Linked DNA regions of Ovis aries: region 2 is linked to region 1. A link is a contact called in public Hi-C data. All regions are on one chromosome and are shown on one strand. The core of a region is the stretch at or near the end of the contact, and the rest is flanking DNA. Distances in the headings are between cores, read along the strand shown.

Region 1 (4,887 bases), core at 1,292-3,791:
GGTTACTGGAATATCTTTCTGAAATTGTACATACTGTAATTAGAAGCTACAACCTCCTATTCCATGATGATATCTTACAGTTTTAAGATCTCTTTTAAAATGAACACTATCTTTATGTAGAATTCTTTCCTCTTAGGAGCATATAAACCAAAACACTTTAAAAGCGCATACGAGTTTAAGTACCATTTTTTAGTGACTTTTTATTTCTACCAAGTATGCCTCATTCTTGGCCAGCTTGTGCGTGACCCTCTCGTGTCTAAACAAAGTGAGAATTTCCATATGGTGGAGGGAGGCGAGTGACCTTACAGGTGAGGTCCCTTTGCAGGACCAGAAAGCAAGCCCAAAGACTTTACCGTCATTAACAGCTGCTCCCCGGGAGCCAGGAAATTTACAAAACGCCGGTTCCACAGAGGCCGCTTCCAACCGGGGGAAACCACTGGCCCCCATACAAGGCACAAAACCAGGGCTACAGGCTGCTCTTGGCGTGGCTGTATGGGCTCTTCCCCCGGGCGTAGTCCCGGCCCCGAGTCACAGCTCTAACTTGAGAGTAAAGAGCAGCTCAGGCAGTAGAAATCAGAACAGAGCATTTTTGCCAGAGGCCAGAAGCCTCAAAAAAAAAAAAAAAAAAAAAGTGTTATTCCAGAGCAGATTCCTTTTCTTCCGGGTCTGTCTGCTCCCTCTGACTCTTTGCCCACAACCACCGTGCCTCCCCTTTCCCAATGCCCCACCTCTCTCCACATTAAAAAAAAAAAGAAGAAAAGAAAAAAAAAAGTGGCATATTCCCTCTTCCTTAGCTTTCCCTACGAGAGCCTGGAAACTGGAGGAAATTCAAATCAAATTAACTGCACATCAAAAAATAAACAGACAAGCAATCAAGGGGGGTGCCCACCCAACAAAAGACCTCGCCCGTTCCAAAATATGATTAAGCCTGGGTGGAAGAGGGGGAGGGAGACAAGAAACCAACAAGGATGGAGAGATCAACGTATGAATCTGCGGCCCCGGCGTCGGCCCACTGCGGCCAAATTCCAAATCTTGTTTCAAGAACGTGCTGGACTGATGAGAAAAAAATTAAAAGTTTTAACTTTTAAGGCAGTCCGCAAACGGTACTGTCCAGATAAAATGCCATCGCTTCCCTTAGTCAAAGATAGAAGGGTGGGAGTTGAGATTCGAAAAGCTCCAGCTCCAACCGCGCACTCCTGGAAGCCTCCCCGCCAACGGCGCCGCCGGGCGGCCCTGCCCCGTCTCCGGGGACATCAGGCCCGGGTGCTCGGGCTCCTATGGGGCGCGGGGACCGGACCTTTGGGAAAGTTCGCGGGCACAGCCCGAGGCCCCACTTTCCACCCGGAGTGACAAGCCCTTCCCACGCCGGCCGGCCCCCGCCCAGCCGCGGGCACCAGACGGTCCGCGCGGCCCCTCCCGGCCGCCTCGGGGCGCGGATTCCGCCGGCCCGCCCCACCCCGGCCCGGGAGCCCCTCGGGGTGACCGACTGACCGGAGCTACGCTGGCCCACACACCGGGTCGCCCGCTCCTTCCCGCCGAGCCCCACTCCCCCGCCCGAGCTTCCAGCCGCCAGGCTCGCGGAGTCCAGCCGCTGCCGCCGGTTACCGCCCCCAGCCCGGGGGGAGCCCGGGGGGCAGGACGGGGAGGGAGGACGTGGCGCGCACTGAGGTGGCCAGCGCCGAGGCGGGGAGTGTCCCTGAGAGGCCTGGCCTGGGCGGGGGGGGCCGGCTCGGGCTTGGGACCCTCCCCGCGAGCATCCCCGGGTCGGAGGTCCCGGCCCGCCCCCGCCTGGCGCGGAGAGGCGGCCCGACTTCAGCCCCACTTCGCACACCCGCCCTCCTCCCTCCACCATATGGAAATCTACGGCCTCAGAAAGTGACACGTCGAAGATTCCTCGGCCTCTCCGCCCGCCCTCCCCCTCCTGGGCAGCGTTCCTGCCGCGGAGATTCCGGGAGGGGGAGCGGATTCCTCGGACAAAATCTGCTGGGAAGGCTGGGGAGGACGAGGGGGGAGGGAGAGCCCGGGAACCACTGCCCAGATTTTTTTTTTTTTTTTTTTTCCATCAAGAAAGAATCTACCCGTTTTTTTCCCTCCTCCAAACCTTGGCCAGCTGTGTGGATGAGCGGGGGCCCGGAGCCCAGTAAGACGCGGCCGCAAAGCGGAGGCCGGCACCCCCCACACCGGGCCCCCTGTTCCCGGGGTGCCCAGATCAGCGCAGGGCGCCCCAGCACTCTGGCGGCAAGTTTTCCTCGGGAAGCCCGGCGCTCCCGAAGCGCTGCGGGACAGGCACGCACTTTGGCGGACTCTGCGTCCGGACGGGGCTTTCCAGCGCGCCGAGAGTGGCGGCAGAGACTTGGGATCCCGGTCCCCTCCAGACTCCCGCTCCTGCATCCCTTACCTTCCCTGGGGCTGAAACGCGGGGCTCCGGGCGCGCCACACACCGGGTCTCCCACGCCTCCCCAGCCGACAGCCCCGAGAATCCCTGCCGCCCCTTCGCTGCTCCCGCCGCCGCCGCCGTCTCCACCGCCGATCTCCTCCTCCTCCGGCCGCCGCCGCCGCTCAAATAACTACCAGGAGGGTTAGATGGGGGATTCCGCCATGTCAATGATGTCGGGACCACATGGGGATTTGGGGCCCGCCCACTGCCGTAATCTGCGGAGTATAACCGCCTCCACAGGCTCGGATTCGCAGGAACTGTGGGATCCTCTGTTCCCGCCTAGTCCTGCATAACTATCCAGAAACTCCTCAGTTCAGCCAGACTTTAAAGTAGTCTGAGGCTTAAGGGAACTAGCAACTCCTGAAAGGCGAGGAGTTCATGGTCTGCCAAGATCGCCAACACCGGTATAAATGCAGGGGTTGCTATGTAATTATCAGAGTTAAGAGTATGACATTTTTTTATTTGCACATATATGGACTGTGAAGAAATTTGAGCGCCGAAGAATTGATGCTTTTGAACTGTGGTGTTGGAGAAGACTCTTGAGAGTCCTTTGGACTGCAAGGAGATCCAGCCAGTCCATTCTAAAGATCAGTCCTGGGTGTTCTTTGGAAGGAATGATGCTAAAGCTGAAATTCCAATACTTTGGCCACCTCATACGAAGAGTTGACTCATTGGAAAAGACTCTGAGGCTGGGAGGGACTAGGGGCAGGAGGAGAAGGGGACGACAGAGGATGAGATGGCTGGATGGCATCACCGACTCGATGGACGTGAGTTTGAGTGAACTCCGGGGAGGCCTGGCGTGCTGCGATTCATGGGGTCGCAAAGAGTCGGACACGACTGAGCGACTGAACTGAACTTTTTTAAAATCCCCACAACCTTATGAGCTGTTCTGTCACCTCCTTTCTCTATTTCCCTCAGCACTTTGTTCATACCATTCACGTAGCTTTAAGAGATTATATTAATACCAAAGTTACAATGTCTGTTTCCCCCTTTCGGTGCCCAATATGTGCTCCTAAGAGCAGAGACTGTTCCTTACTCCTGTCTGTATTTCTGTATTAAACACAGTATAATGCAAAAGGCACAGTAGGACTCATTAAGTAACTGCTATGTTTATACTAATTAAGCCAAATGTAATGTATCCTGTTGTATAGACTCAAAATGGTAAACTGACTGCATCCTGTGTCACCCCTCAAATTATCCAGGCAGACAAGTAAGTAGAAGTTATCCCAAAGAGGCCACTAGCCCTTTTAGCTTCCCAGGTATTCTAAATAATTACCTTTAGCCTCAGTTATGAGGCTACATTGTTATATAGACTGACTTATTGAAAAGACCCTGATGCTGGGAAAGATTGAGGGCAGGAGGAGGAGACGACAGAGGATGAGATGGTTGGATGGCATCACCGACTCAATGGACATGGGTTTGGGTGGACTCTGAGAGCTGATGGACAAGGAGGCCTGGCGTGCTGCGGTTCATGGGGTGGAAAAGGGTCGAACTCAACTGAGCGACTGATCTGAACTGATTAGGCTACAAAGCAGGACTAGGTAGCAACCAGATGCAACATACTACTTTCATTGATCTAAAAAATACATAAAAACCAATTTTTAGATAAAGTTATTGTATATAGTACTGTATTAAAGCCTGAAGAATGTAAAAGAATACTAAGAAATAGCTCCTTTTCTCATGAAATTTGCAGTTCTTTTTTGCAGATGAGAGGAGTAATGATGAATCCATGCATTGGGGCCCTCGGCCCTGACTGACTTCTTTTCCCAAATGCTCCCAAAGGGTCTCTTGAAGCCATCTTTCTAGAACAAGTTTCCAATCCTAAGTCGTAGTCCTGTATTGGAAGGGAAAAAAGAAAAAGCAGAGATTCCCCAGCTCCTGCCTCAGCTTCTCTGGCTTGCCCCTGAGCCATGGCCTCCAGCCCAGACGAACTCGCCTGACGTCCAAGCACCTCTGTCCCTCTACACAGGCTTTCACTCTGTCTGGAGCATACTTCTTCCTTTCCCCTATCTGAAGAGCATTTCCTCATCTTTGATCACTCCCTCCCTCCCTTCCTGTAGTCTCACAGCTGTTTTCCCCACAATCTCATAATCCTGTTCAGTTCTTCTCACATTGCTCCGAAATTATTGTATATCTCTTCCACTTGACTGGTCTTGTTCATTTTTGTATCCCCACCATTAACCTAGCATGGAGCTTTGAATACAATACCCCTCTTATAAATGTTTGTTGAATAAATTAATTTTAAAGGATATGGAAGAATCTGAATGACTAGATAAATGGCCAAACTTCAGAGGGTGGAAGTTTGAATCTGACTGTAGAAAGACAGGCTTAGCCAAGGAGGTAAAAGCAAGCAAGAGAAATTCAGAAAACAGAATCATTTCTCCTATTTTCTACCACTAGATTGAATGTGTTCTAATTAAGAAGAAGAATCAATGCCACAAAATGCCTTA
Region 2 (4,887 bases), core at 992-3,491, 160 kb after region 1:
TATAAATCGAGTTATATGTATGTTTCAATATCTATCTTTTTCCCTTGAAAGATTTATTTATGTACATTTCAGGTCTTGATGTAAAATACTTTTCTTACTCTGGATCACCAACAAAGAAGTTGGTAGTCATTTGTATAAGTGTAACTGTCATCTCTGCATTCTAGTAGATGTTAAATAAACATTTTCTTGAATGACTATGTGGTTTGTTGTAGGGGTTGGGGGAAAGAGGAAAAGTTCAACACTTGGGTGGTGCTTGTAAAAAAATGTGTTAAATAAAGAAAAGAAAAATGCCATCAAGTGGTTTCCACGTTCAGTTCCTTGCTCCTCCCATCCGGTGTTCCTCCACCTGCACACCATCGTTAAACTCCCCCCCCAGACTGCGTGCCTTTAATAGCAAGACTTTATTTTACTTTTCCATTGTAACTCAAGCTTGCAGTAGGCTATCAATGTATATTTATTTAATAAATAAATTAAAATGATATTTCCTAGGGATTTGCTTTTAAACGGTGTCTCCATTAAAGTTTGATTTAAAAAAAAAAAAAAAGAATTAAGGGAATTCCCTTAAGGCTTCCCCTTCCAATGCAGAGGGGTGAGGGTTCAATTCCTGGTCGGGAAACTAAGATCCCACGTGCCTCACAGCCAAAAAGACCAAAAAACAAACAAAAAACAAAAACAAAAAACCCACACAAAAACAAACATAAAACAGAAGGAATATTGTAACGAATTCAATAAAGACTTTTCAAATGGTCTGTGTGAAAAAAAATCTTAGAAAAAGGACAAGATATTGCCCCTCTCAACAGTGGCTATATTGTAAGAGAAAACTCCATAAGATCAACAAGTTTCAAAATTGAATTATCTAGTTTCCAGTAATGAGTATCAGGCATCCCGGGAAACAATGAGAGAAGGATTTGTTGAGCGCTCAGGCCTCTGTAACTCCTCTTCGATCATGCCGCCATGGTGGCCACCTACTCCAAGGCTAAGTGTGTTTGTTTCTTTGACCCAGGAAGCTGAGGCACCATATCGTTGTTCAACTGTGAGACCATTTAACAGGCAGACACTGAGCAGTTGCTTAGTATCCACATGTATTTGGCACATGCAGGTTTGGCAACATATGAAGCTAGTGAAGCCGATCACCCAACTTCTTCAGTTATTTTCAGTGCAAACATGTATACTATCATGTAAGAATTGAATCGCCAGTCTATGTCTGACACAGGGTGCAGCATGCTTGGGGCTGGGGCATGGGGATGACCCAGAGAGATGTTGTGGGGAGGGAGGTGGGAAGGGGGTTCATGTTTGGGAACGCATGTAAGAATTAAAGATTTTAAAATTTAAAAAATAAAAAACAAAAAAAAAAAAAAAAGAAAATGATGGGGCTAAGCCCCTAAGATCTGGGGCTTGCAAACTTCTTGGTCACATAAACACACCTTAGTGTTTCTAATAAAAGTATTTGCCTGAAAATTATTTTACTTTGTTCATTTAAAAATTATTTTTCATGGTTTGTATTTTCTTTCCAAACTCGAAGTTTGACAGATAGATTCCAATTTCCCAGAATGTCAAGGTGAGAGCAGTAAAATAAAGTAACTTTCGAGAGAACAGCATTTCGTTATAGTATATCTAACTTGTTGTGTGTGTGTGCATGCTAAGTCACTTCAGCCATGTCCGACTCTTTGCAACCACACAGACTGAAGCCCACCAGGCTCTTCTGTCCATGGGATTCTCCAGGCAAGAATACCGCAGTGGGCTGCCATGCCCTCCTTCAGGGGATCTTCCCAACCCAGAGATTGAACCAATGTCTCTTATGTCTCCTGCATTGGCAGGCAGGTTTGCCACCTGATATACTGTATACATAATTAAATGACATTAAGAAAAACTTGTATTTTAAAAGATAACTAATAGAAATCAATGTTCTAAGGTACAATCTGATTTTCTGTAGAATTTTTATGTCTTCATGTTGTTGAAAAACTTTAAAAGATATATCATTCTCATCCCTCTTTCCCCTCCCTCTTTCCTTTATTCTCTCCACATGTGTAATAAAAACATTCATATTAAATATTTTCCTACCAAAACTCCATTCCAGATGGGACAAGCAATCCAGACACTCCATCCTGTGAACCAAAACTTGCAGGAAAAGACTGGGAAGAAAGCAATAACTCCAGAGAATACACTGAGAGCCCCCAGAGTAATGAGAACCCAGCCAGCAGACTGGTATAAATGCTGCATTTTCCTCTGTGACTTGGGTCCTGGGTCTCAAAGCCGTCTCGTTACCAAAACATGAGACTATGTCAGGCCTTGAAAAACAGAAGTTTCTAAGAGACAGTAGCCATGACTCATGTGGACCGTTGATCCACTTGGAAACAAGATTACGTTTGTTTTTAGTGAAATAATAACAAAATGGAGTGAAATAATCCTCGACATAAATTTGACACGATAAATTCTAATACTTCAGACACAGACAGAGAGATCATTCCTTGTTTGGGGCCACCGCCTTCATTCCCTTCATTCTGCCCTGTCGTGGGGAGTGACCACTTCCTGGCTTATTCAGATTCAAAGGCTTGCTGACTGAGCTAATTGTTTCTCAACTCAACCTGCCTGGTGGTTGCAGCAGAAAGCCAACATCCTTTGTGCACAATAGATCCACTTTCCCAGCACAATTTCCCACAAAACAAAGTAAAAATAAGCACTCTGATCACTTTTCATTGCATTTAATTTAAATGATTTAAAGCAAAAGCAAGACCTCTCCACCCCTTCAAAGTTCAGTTCTACTATATTATTTTTGAATTTTTGATATGAATTTATCCCCCAACAGGCACAAGCTTCATTAGGGACTTTCACATTGTTTTCACTAAACCAGCTTCACCTCAGTTAATTTATTGTTAATTCAATTATCAAGTAAAGGGCAAAGATGGAAATGTATGCAGTTATAAAATAAACTTTGAGGAGTAATTCCTTAGTTGGTTGAATTACTGATCTCCATTCATGAATCGTAATTCAAAATTTAGATGATGGGCTCATCAACATTTAAGCAATCGCAAAAGTTCATCTCTTAATTTTCATGTGTTGTAAGAAAGTAGTTTGTATTTGCTTTTGACTCAAAGGACAGGTTTGACCATCTCCTTCAAGATAACATCTGGAAAACACAGACCACTTTCAGATGACTTGTGATTAAATAGCCTATGCAATGTTAGTACCTTTTCTCGTTTTCCTTAAATAAAATGAGGAAAATAATTTTGTTGATGAAAAGATTATGGTTTAGAACAAGGCTTTTGGAGTCAGACAGCTAGGCTCCTGTCCTAGTTCCACTGTCTACCAGGGATTCGACCTTAGGCAAGGGCAAGTCACTTAGATTTTCGAGGACTGTTTTTTCACGTGGGAAATAGGAACAAAATTAGTGTTTATCTTACTAGGTGATGGTTGTGAAGATTAAATGAGCCAATACAGGTAAAATGCTTAGCACTAAGCGTGCATGCTCAGTCACTCAGTTGTGTCCGACTCTTTGTGACCCCACGGACTGTAGCCTGCCAGGCTCCTCTGACCATGAGATTCTCCAGGCAAGAATACTGGAGTGGGTTGCCTTGCCTTCCTCCCTAGCACTGACCTCCAAATAGCAAAGATGCTTGAGAAGATACCTGTTATTTCATCAGGATGTTCCATCTTTGGATTTCTTTCAGAAGAGACAAAGGCACAGTTTTCATTGTTTCTCTTATCTGTCATCTTACGGACACTATGTCTGACCCTTTCTGATAGCTTGGAAAAGCTCCCAAAGGATGCTCACGGGTACAGCTGAGGAGAGAAGCTTCTCTCTGATTCTCTCCCTTTTTCTGTCTTAATCACCATTCCACGGTGTCACCCAGATTTTGAAGAAGTTGCATTCCTAGATATATTCAGAAAGCCAGCTCAGACTTTCCACTATAGCTGTTATTTTCCATCTCCTCTCAACACTGTGAGTGTAGTCTCTAATTCCCCTCTCCCCCCACCAATGCCACTAGGTAAGTTCGACATGATCAGAGGCCTTGTAAGTCTTATAAATCCCCTTGGTGTATAAGATATTGCCAACACCTAGAATCATGTCTAGCACAGAGTAGATACTTAGGACACACTTGTTAAATTAATTAATGAATACATTCGACTTCCCAGCTATGCAACTGGGGTCCCACGGGTCTGCCTCCTTGTAGCTCTGTGTATGTGTACCATGGCCAGTGTGTGCTAATGTCAGTGTGTTCCCTTGTTACAGAGGCAAGGGGTCTGGACTGAAGAAAAACTTGTTTGGTTTGAGCTGTTTTGACTTTTTCCTTTACTTTTTATCTCAAGGTTATAGCTACATGGTATGTCAATGTACTGTGGGTCAGATCACTCTCTCCCGTTTGCATGTTTGGAAAATAAAGACTGTTGAAACATTTCATGTTAAACAGTACAAAGATGGCAAACAAAAGGAATAGTTTTTGTTTCAGTCTGGGCAAGGGGGGTTGCTTTTTCAGGGTGTGTGACGCTGACAGGCTAACCCTGACTCTGCCATTGTGACCTGTAACCCTGAACTTATTAGTGATTAGAAAAGTCATCACCACTTACTGCAACAAAGAGAAGGGGCAGAAGGAGAACTAAGGATTTCTCTGTGTGTTTTCCCTGATCGAGGAAATCTTTCCTGGTGATTTCTTTCCACACTGATTTCATGAAAGCAAGTTGTGTAGGGAGGGCAGCTATCGGGAAAGAAGAGAAGTGTAATTCTGCTCCCGGCCTGGGCTTCCTCTCAGACTGGCCATATCTCCGCTTCCCAGGGTCTGGCAGCCAGCGAGGCTCACAGGGTTGCTGCCCCTCCAGGGCCCCTCCCTTCCTTCTGCAATAACTTACTGGAAGGCAGGTCTGTAATCCCTGGTGGAGATGGTGTTTGTC

Evidence for each region. A called contact is a pair of places that touch in the nucleus more often than the background predicts.
Region 2: a contact with region 1 is called in a Hi-C map of tail adipose tissue, with 2.3 times the contacts expected there. The contact joins the promoter of TMEM212 here to the promoter of FNDC3B in region 1. A contact is called at or near these places in 3 of 16 Hi-C or Micro-C datasets (liver and tail adipose tissue).

The regions. Positions count from the first base shown.
Region 1 is chr1:216,167,551-216,172,437 of ARS-UI_Ramb_v3.0, forward strand. It overlaps FNDC3B (fibronectin type III domain containing 3B), which reads right to left and starts at 2,542. Exons shown (of 26, transcript XM_015092550.4): 1 at 2,399-2,542.
Region 2 is chr1:216,328,289-216,333,175 of ARS-UI_Ramb_v3.0, forward strand. TMEM212 (transmembrane protein 212) reads right to left here and starts at 2,242. Exons shown (of 4, transcript XM_015092554.3): 1 at 2,062-2,242. The coding sequence starts at 2,220.